2 separate regions of the Rattus norvegicus genome follow, and region 1 is linked to region 2. Evidence: chromatin contacts called from public HiChIP or PLAC-seq data. All regions are on one chromosome and are shown on one strand. Each heading gives the region's core, a stretch centred on a gene start, on an enhancer-like site or on the middle of the called end of the contact. The rest is flanking DNA. Distances are from core to core; before and after follow the strand shown. Region 1 overlaps Rap1gap (Rap1 GTPase-activating protein). Region 2 holds the start of Rap1gap (Rap1 GTPase-activating protein).

The links. HiChIP or PLAC-seq counts read pairs in DNA pulled down with a chosen protein or histone mark.
Region 1: an H3K27ac HiChIP or PLAC-seq map of oligodendrocytes shows a contact between it and region 2, with 9 times the contacts expected there. The contact joins the enhancer-like site here to the promoter of Rap1gap in region 2. A contact is called at or near these places in 11 of 12 Hi-C or Micro-C datasets (the A7r5 cell line, Schwann cells, frontal cortex and 6 more) and 1 of 1 datasets of contacts at active chromatin or transcription factors (oligodendrocytes).

Annotation. Positions count from the first base shown.
Region 1 is chr5:155,214,370-155,218,152 of GRCr8, reverse strand. It overlaps Rap1gap (Rap1 GTPase-activating protein), which reads right to left. Exons shown (of 26, transcript NM_001100713.2): 18 at 2,844-2,975; 19 at 970-1,047; 20 at 14-123. Among named protein-coding and RNA genes, the nearest start is that of Rap1gap, 41 kb to the right of the region's middle. Within about 2 kb of position 2,357, at least 4 of the 93 cell types and tissues checked have an H3K27ac peak or open chromatin away from gene starts, as enhancers often do.
Region 2 is chr5:155,173,321-155,177,111 of GRCr8, reverse strand. Rap1gap (Rap1 GTPase-activating protein) reads right to left here and starts at 1,812. Exons shown (of 26, transcript NM_001100713.2): 1 at 1,659-1,812. The coding sequence starts at 1,702.

The sequences.
Region 1 (3,783 bases), core at 1,108-3,607, 40 kb before region 2:
CCACTCAACCCACCTCTTCTCCTGCACCTCCTGGATGTTCTCGATGCCAATGGCGCTGCTGCGGCGTGAGCCAAATGGACCAGACTTCTTCCTTGTGGGACTCTTTCCAGGGACAATCAGGGACTGTGGGGGAGAGACTCTGTCTCAGTGCCTACCTGCCTTGGATCACCAGTGGCCCCACCTCCCACCAGGGCCCTGCCACCGCGCCCAGAAGCCAACAGGTTAGGAGCAAGAAAGGAGAGAAACAGTGCTTCCCGGAGGACTGCCTGATAGACGGGCAGGCCCACAGAGGGACGGGGCTGCTCCGGAGAACACTCAGCAGGGCTGTGCTGGACATTAGTCCGAGAGAGGGAGAGGGCAGCCACTGGGGTCAGAAGGAAGGACAAATCCCCAGACGGCCCCACCTCTTGCCCCTGGGCCTCATGGGAGCTGCAGCCTAAAAGTAGTAGTGAGAAAGCAGTGGCGCAAACCCAGCCCCTACCAGGGCACCTCCACCCTCAGGCGTCAGACTACCTGGGGAGGCTCTGTGCCCCAAATGGGGACATCCCCTTTTACACACACTATGGCGGGAAGCATGGGGAGGTAGGAAGTGGGCCCTGAGGAGGCATGAAGGGAGGGACAGGATCTGCAGGCAGCTCATGGTAAGGAGGGGACACGGGGATAGGGAGAGATGATGCTTCATGCAGAACCGGCAATATTGGGAGACGTGCAGCTGGGCAGAGAGTACCAGATCCCAGCAAGGACCCAGTCAGGGTTCCAGGGGCCAGGCCAGGCGAGGGCCAGAGTCTCCTAGTGAGGAGATCTGGCCCAGGTCCCAGCATCACCAGAGCCGTGGCACTCTGCCCTGCACGCCCTTAGGCCTGTCCCGGGAAGGGGGCAACGTCCCCAATATGGCCTCCGTCCTGAGAGCGAGCGGAGAACAGCGCGTGCAGGCAGCTCCGGAGCCGCGGCCCCTGGATGGATGACAACCTCTTCCACAGCTCCTATGCCTAAGGCGCTGCCCCGGCGTCCGAATCTACTCGCGCTTTTCCCGGGAATAAGCAATGACTGGTGAGGGGCAGAGAGGTAGAGAGAGAGTGGTGGGCAGGGGCGGGGGTGGAGGGTGGGAATATGAAGAGAAAGAAGGAAAGGGAGAAACAGAGGAGGCAGTGGCAAGTGGGGACGGCAAGAGCACAAGACATGGGGAAGACAGAAACCGAGGGTAGGGAGGAACAGTGGGGCAAGGGAGGTGAGGCAGGTGGAACGAAAGGGGGTCCAAAAAAGGAAACCGAGGGCAGGAGGAATTGGAGGGGGCGGCAAGCGGACAGGGTAAGGAAGGATTGGCAGGTGTGGAAAGGAGGAGGAAACAGGAAGAATAGGGAAAGGAAGCCACGTGAAGAGAGGGAGAATCGTGCGAAAACAAAAACAGAAATGGGTCTGGTTACTGCCACGGTGGTTGCTGCTGGCCTGACCCTAACCCGGGGCCCCTCCACAGCCACCCACGGGAGGCGGGGCCGCTCCACAAGCAGGAAGGGAAGGGCTGAGAACCTGGGTTGGGGAGAAGTTGGGCCAGGTTCTGGATGTCAACGGACTTGGTGGCCACTGGACAGCCAAGCCTCACCTTGCTCCCCTGGCCAGACCAGACCACACGAGAGATGGTAGGGAGAGGGGAGACTCCCGCCACATGCACAGTCTCACAGCACAAAGCACAGGGCTTGGCATGCAGACAGCAAGCAAAGAATGTGTGGCTGGGTAGGTGGACAGGCGGATGGACTGATGGATATGTAAGTGGGAGGATTATGGTTGGACAGACGGACCAGTGGGTGGATTGATAGTTAGATGGGCTGATAAATGGATAAATGCATAGGTGGGCGGATGGGTAGATGGATGCATGGGTGGGTAAGTGGGTGGATGTCTGAGAAGGTAAGTGGAGTGGGAGAGGGGCAGAGCGATGCATGCAGTGTCTGGGGTAGCCACTAGATGGCGCAAAGCAGCTAAGTTATGATGTAGGCTTGTTGAATTCCCTGAGTATTGGGGGTGCAGACTCCCATAGAGACTGGCAGACAGTAATCAGTGACCGGGTTCACTTAGGCAAGCCCACACAGAAGCCCAGTTCCAGACACACAAAAGGCAGTCACAGGCATTGAGGCCCAGGCTGCTGCAAACACAGACTAGCATACGTCCTAAGCATACGTCCTGAGAGACAGCATTTGTCCTGATAATCAGAGCTTAGCACGCATCCTTTGCTCCCACGGCAGCCCAATTCCTGACACACAGTATGTACTCACACAGCAACCTAGGGCTGGGGCACACAGAAGGTGCTCACAGAGTTGGCGCCCACACAGAAGCCCATTTTTTTCAACACACAGTAGGTGCTCACACAGCAGATCAGGGCGGGGCACATAGTAGGTGCTCACGAGAACTCAAGTCTGGGCTCACAGTAGGTGCTCATAAAGTACATGTCCACACAGCAGCCCAGGTCCTGACACACAGTGGATGCCCATAGCCTCACACACAGAGGTGCCTCCAGAGACTTAAGGCTTGACAGTAGGTGCCCACAAAGCAGCCCAGTTTCCAGCACACAACAGACAGCAGGTATTCAGTAAGGACTGGGACACAGAGGCTGTAGAAAGTCACACCCAAATAAACAAAGGGCCAGGAGGAGAAGGCCAGGGGCTTGAGGAACAGTATGTCCCGATTGGGGTACTTGGCCCCGGAGAGCGGTATCTACATCAAGTCCAGTGCCCAGGGTGAGCATGGGAACAGCAGGGCGGTGGGAAGAGGTAAGGCCAGGCCTCAGGAGGAAGGGAGCACCAAGGGCCCTGGGGAGGAAGGCGGGTCAGGGAAAGTCTGGGGACACTCACTATGCCAGCTGCCTTGGCCAGGTCCGGGTTGTTGGGGGTGAAGCTCCCACTGTGGCTGGTAGACACGGTGTTGGGTTTCTTGTTGCTCAGTCCCATGGCATCCATGGACTGGCTCCGGCTCCGGATGACCCTCTGTGGGAGGAGAGGGGGGCATAAAGGAGGCATGGGCTTCCTGGGGCTTCTTACCCTTGGCAAACCTTCAGGAAACATGCATCTTGCCCCTTGTCACCAATGCCATTCTGGGTGACCCTTTGAAGCATCAGCTGTGTGTCACGCTAGAGGCAGGTGAACAGCGAACTTCAGCTGTGTCACCAGCATGTTGAGCGTCTCATGTGGATGTCATGAGGAGAGCAGACAACACTAGGCATGTGCATGGCTGGTCGTGCTCACCAGGGGCCCTTCAGGACCCTCTCAGGGTCCCTTCCCTCTGTCTGTTTTTTTCCAAGTGTTTCCTCTACATGGTGGAGCTGTCTGATGGCCACTTTAACCAGGAAAAAACCCTAGGCAGAGGTGAGCCTGAGGCCCATGGGGCCAGATCATATGCCTTTCCCTGCAGACTCTGTTGCCTTAGGAGCACACTTGGACCTAATCCAGGGTCCCTACTTGGCATCAGCCAGATGAGAAACCCCTGGACCCTGCTCAAAGCAAACATTAGACCTGTGTTCAGTCCGTGGGTCCCTGACTCTGGCTGGTGTCCTTTGTGGACTACTAGATTAATCTTCCTATAGAAGCCCACAGTTCCCACTGTGGCTGAGCCTGGGTAAGAGTGAGGCCACCTCCCCGCTGTGGACCAAGAGGAACAGAGAAATCACTGCGCACCACCCTGCAGCTGGATGAGTCCAGGCCCCATCCAAAGGGAATCAGAAGCCCCCCTCCTCTGCCTACCTCTAGATTGTCCTTGATATGGTAGGTGGGCAAGATTTTACACCCACAGGATGCT
Region 2 (3,791 bases), core at 563-3,062:
AACCAGACCCTGAGGTCAGTTTGGACACCTGGGAAGGTGGGCTGAGGCTATGCAAGTAAGGAGTAGAGCCAGGAGATACAGCAGGGCTGGTTCTGAGCCCAGCAGAGATGGACAGTGTGATTCCATTTAGGGTCAGAGTGAGGCTGTAAGGGTGCGGACAGGCTGGGAGGTATGCTAGGTGGGTATGGCAGAGTTCCATGCCCTCTCCAAGCCCCACAGCCTGTACCAGCTCATGTTCACCCAGGAGCCAATCACTTGTAGACCTGGGCAATCCTCCCCTCACCCCAACACACACCCCTGCACTTCTGAGTTCGTGGGCTCCCCCAGACTACATTTCCCATGCTCTGTAGGCCTGGACTGAAGAAGGGTGGGTGAGCAGGGCCTTGCCCACATTCTCGCCCAGCCTGTGTTCTCGGAGAGGGCACCTTGATGTGGGGGAGCCTTGGGGCTCCACCCTCCTTCCTAGTGGGGGACCACAGGACTGGGCCACTGTTGGGAAAACAAACAACCCTTGCTTTTTGCCTGAGGCAAGCAGGGAGCAGAGAGGAAGGGAAAAACTGGACTGAAATGGTTGGGGGGGGTTGAGGGAGATGAGGGTGCTGAGCCTGGCCGGTGCTGAGCTGGGGTGCATGGAGGATCCTGATCGGGAGTAAGACTGGGAAAGTCTATACTCACATCCACGGTTACAAAGCAGACCCTGCCCTCACCCTCTAAGCTGCCCCTGGATATCATGACCAGGAAGTCCCACACTGCCTAAGCTCCTGGCTTCACTTGACAGTTAAGGCCTTAGCCCCAATAGGTACTTCTCTGTCTGCCCACCCTGCCCCTCTGCAGGGGGTCTCCTCTGAGGTTGAGCAGCCAGGAAGAGAGCACCTCCCCTACACACAGCTCATGGGACACTGACCGTACCCCCACGGCACCATACCAAACCCTAACTGTGTCCCTCTGATGGTTATGAGACCAGAATGGTGAAGGTCACACAGCCCCTTGGCTGGCCCAGGAAAGGCCACTGGGCCTAATGTGCAGCCTATCTCCCTCTGGTTTGCCAATTTCTGCTGCTGGCAACAATCCCATCCCACTTCCGAATTCCTCAGGGGTGGGTGCTTAGGGTCAAGGAGGTGACCAGGAGGTCAAGGAGATGGGCCATCTATCACTCTGCCCTCAGCTCCAGCCTCAGAGTCAAGCGATCAGCTTGTACAAGATGAGGTGGTCAAAGTGGGAGGGACCAACTTCCAAAAGCCCCAGTAGAGGGACTGCAGAGGCAAAGTGGAGCCTTCTGAGACGCTCTACTCCATCCACCTAGCCCCCTGTACCCACTTAGTTGGAGACGGACACACACACACACACACACACACACACACACACACACACACACCAGAGAGAGAGAGAGAGAGAGAGAGAGAGAGAGAGAGAGAGAGAGAGAGAACTCTTCACAGTCTCACATGCATGTTTATAGACACTGTGATCCACACTTACTCTCACCCCCACATGTGGTGCACGTGAACACCCAGCAGAGCACACGGGAGCTCACGAGTCCCGCGCACGACTTGGATGTATGCTTGCCTCGCAGCCTCCCCACCCTTCCCCACCGCGGAGGCCACCGCACCCAAGCAAGACCCCGGATGCGCACATGCACTCGCACACGGGGGCGCACCTACCCTCCATAGGCACCGAAGGTGAAGCTGCGCTTCCGGCCGCTCATGGTATCGTCGCCGCTGCCCGTCGCCAGCCCAGCGCAGGGTCACCTTGGCAACGCCGCCCCAACCCGGACCGTGTGCGCCCCGGGCCGCCCGCCAGCTGAGGTCCGGGTACAGAAAGGGCCGCTTGTTCGCTCCGGGCCGCGGGGCTTTCCGAGAGCGCCACCCCCACGCTGCCGCCCGGCCCCGTCCACAGAGCCACCTCCAGTCCTCCCCAGGGAGAGGAGCCAAGGGTGTCCCACAGGGAAAGTTGGATCAGCCTGGCCTCCAGCTGAGTTAAGGCTGAAGTGCACAGCCCATCAGCTCCGGGCCTGATGGCCCTGCGGCCTGGGGCCAACATTGTTCTGCAGGTCAGACAGAGATTAAGGGACCCTCCTGTTGTCCTGGCTGAGGCCCCCCTCAGAACTCTCCATTACCACCCTGTGGAGAGCAGCAAAGAGAGGGGAGGTTTGGAAATACACCTAGATCCTCCATGAATCCACTTTGGGATACAAACAGGGTTGAATCATACATTTACTCCCGACGCAGTAGATCTCCCCTCTATTCTGACACTCCTGGAGATATCTGCTAACAGTGGGACATAAGCCCAACGCCAGGCAATGCTCCCTCACCGCTGTCCAGAGAGGCCCCAGGAACCTTGAGTGTTTCTGTGGAGCCTTCTTCTTAGGGAGCTTCAGGGGCAGGCTAAGAGAGAGGAGGGAGGAGGGAGAGGAGGAAGGAGGAAGGAGGGAGGACGGACCACCAAAGGAACCAGGCCAGGTGGCAAGGATTTTCAGAAGCTTTTCTGTGACTGAGCTAGGATGGGACCGGCTCTCTTTCATCTTTTGGGAAATGACGGCTATGATTGACAAGGGTCTAGACTCCAGTTTGCTTCACCCAGACAGGGCCAGGCGGGACTCACAACAGTTACTGGGTGAGCTGCCCCTCCAGCCCCTTTGTTCCCTGCTCCGATAAGCCAAGGAGGCCCGAGGATGGTCCTGCAGGGTTCAGAGCCTCTTTGAGGTTGTTGAGCTCCCACCTTAGCATCTGACTCCCTCCTGGTCCTCTAGGCAGAGCGCTCAGGGTGGGGGTGGGGGTTGAGGCGATTGTGCTGGATGCCAGCTGCAGACTCTGCTGAGGAGAGACCTCCGCTGCAGGGCAGTGTTAGATGCCCATTGTGTACCTCGCGGTCAGCTAGGGCTGGGTAGTGGGGAGAGGGTGAAGCACCACAGTTATTCACTGAGGAGAGAACAACTTGTTCCCACTTCTGTGGAGCAGCAGAGATTCTCAGGTAGGAGTAGGATGGGGAAGAGAGTGAATCCAGCCTGGGCAGTGTGTATAGTGGGGGCTGCCTAGCTCTGGGCTCATCCAGGACTCCAGCCCTATCGGGACTTGCGCTACCCCCTTGAGCAAGGGCCTCGGTCCCCCTAGGTTCATTGAGGGGGCCGATTCCTGAGTGGATTCTGAATGCCCAGTTGGCAGGATGGCCAAGAAGCCACCAACATGCCAAGTTTCCCAGCTGGGCCTGGCCCAGGGAGGCCCCCCTGGTGCTGGGACAGAGGGCCCTTGAGACAGGCCATGGGGGCTGCAGGGTTCCCACCAAGGACAAAGAGCCCAGTGTGGGCTCCAGCTTCTGAGCTCTGCCCAACTGCAGCTGCCTGGTTGGCAACCGACGGGGGTGGGACAGTCAGTGAGCGAGTTCATGTTCTCTCAGACACAGATGTGGCGGGCACTCCATGGCTAGCTCATAGCCCCGCTTAGGCCAGCAACCATTAAAAACATCCTCTTAGCCTGTGCGATCACCTATAAGAATTCGCTCTACATCACAATGTGGATGCCGAAGATTAACAGCCAAGACCGAGGAATGACGGGGAGGCCTGCATTTACATCCTTGGGGCTCTCCTAGGGGTCCAACCCAACTCTCTCATCTGTCAGCTGTGTGACCTAGGGTAAGGTGCTTAACCTTTCTGCACCTCAGTCTTTTCATCTGCAAAGTGGGGCTGGTGATGAAGGTGCTGATTATTCAAAAGGCTTGGCTATACATTAAACTGTCAATCATAAGACGCTGGGGACCTTGGCTGGCACTGTGTGTGTGTTAAGTAAAACCTTCACTGC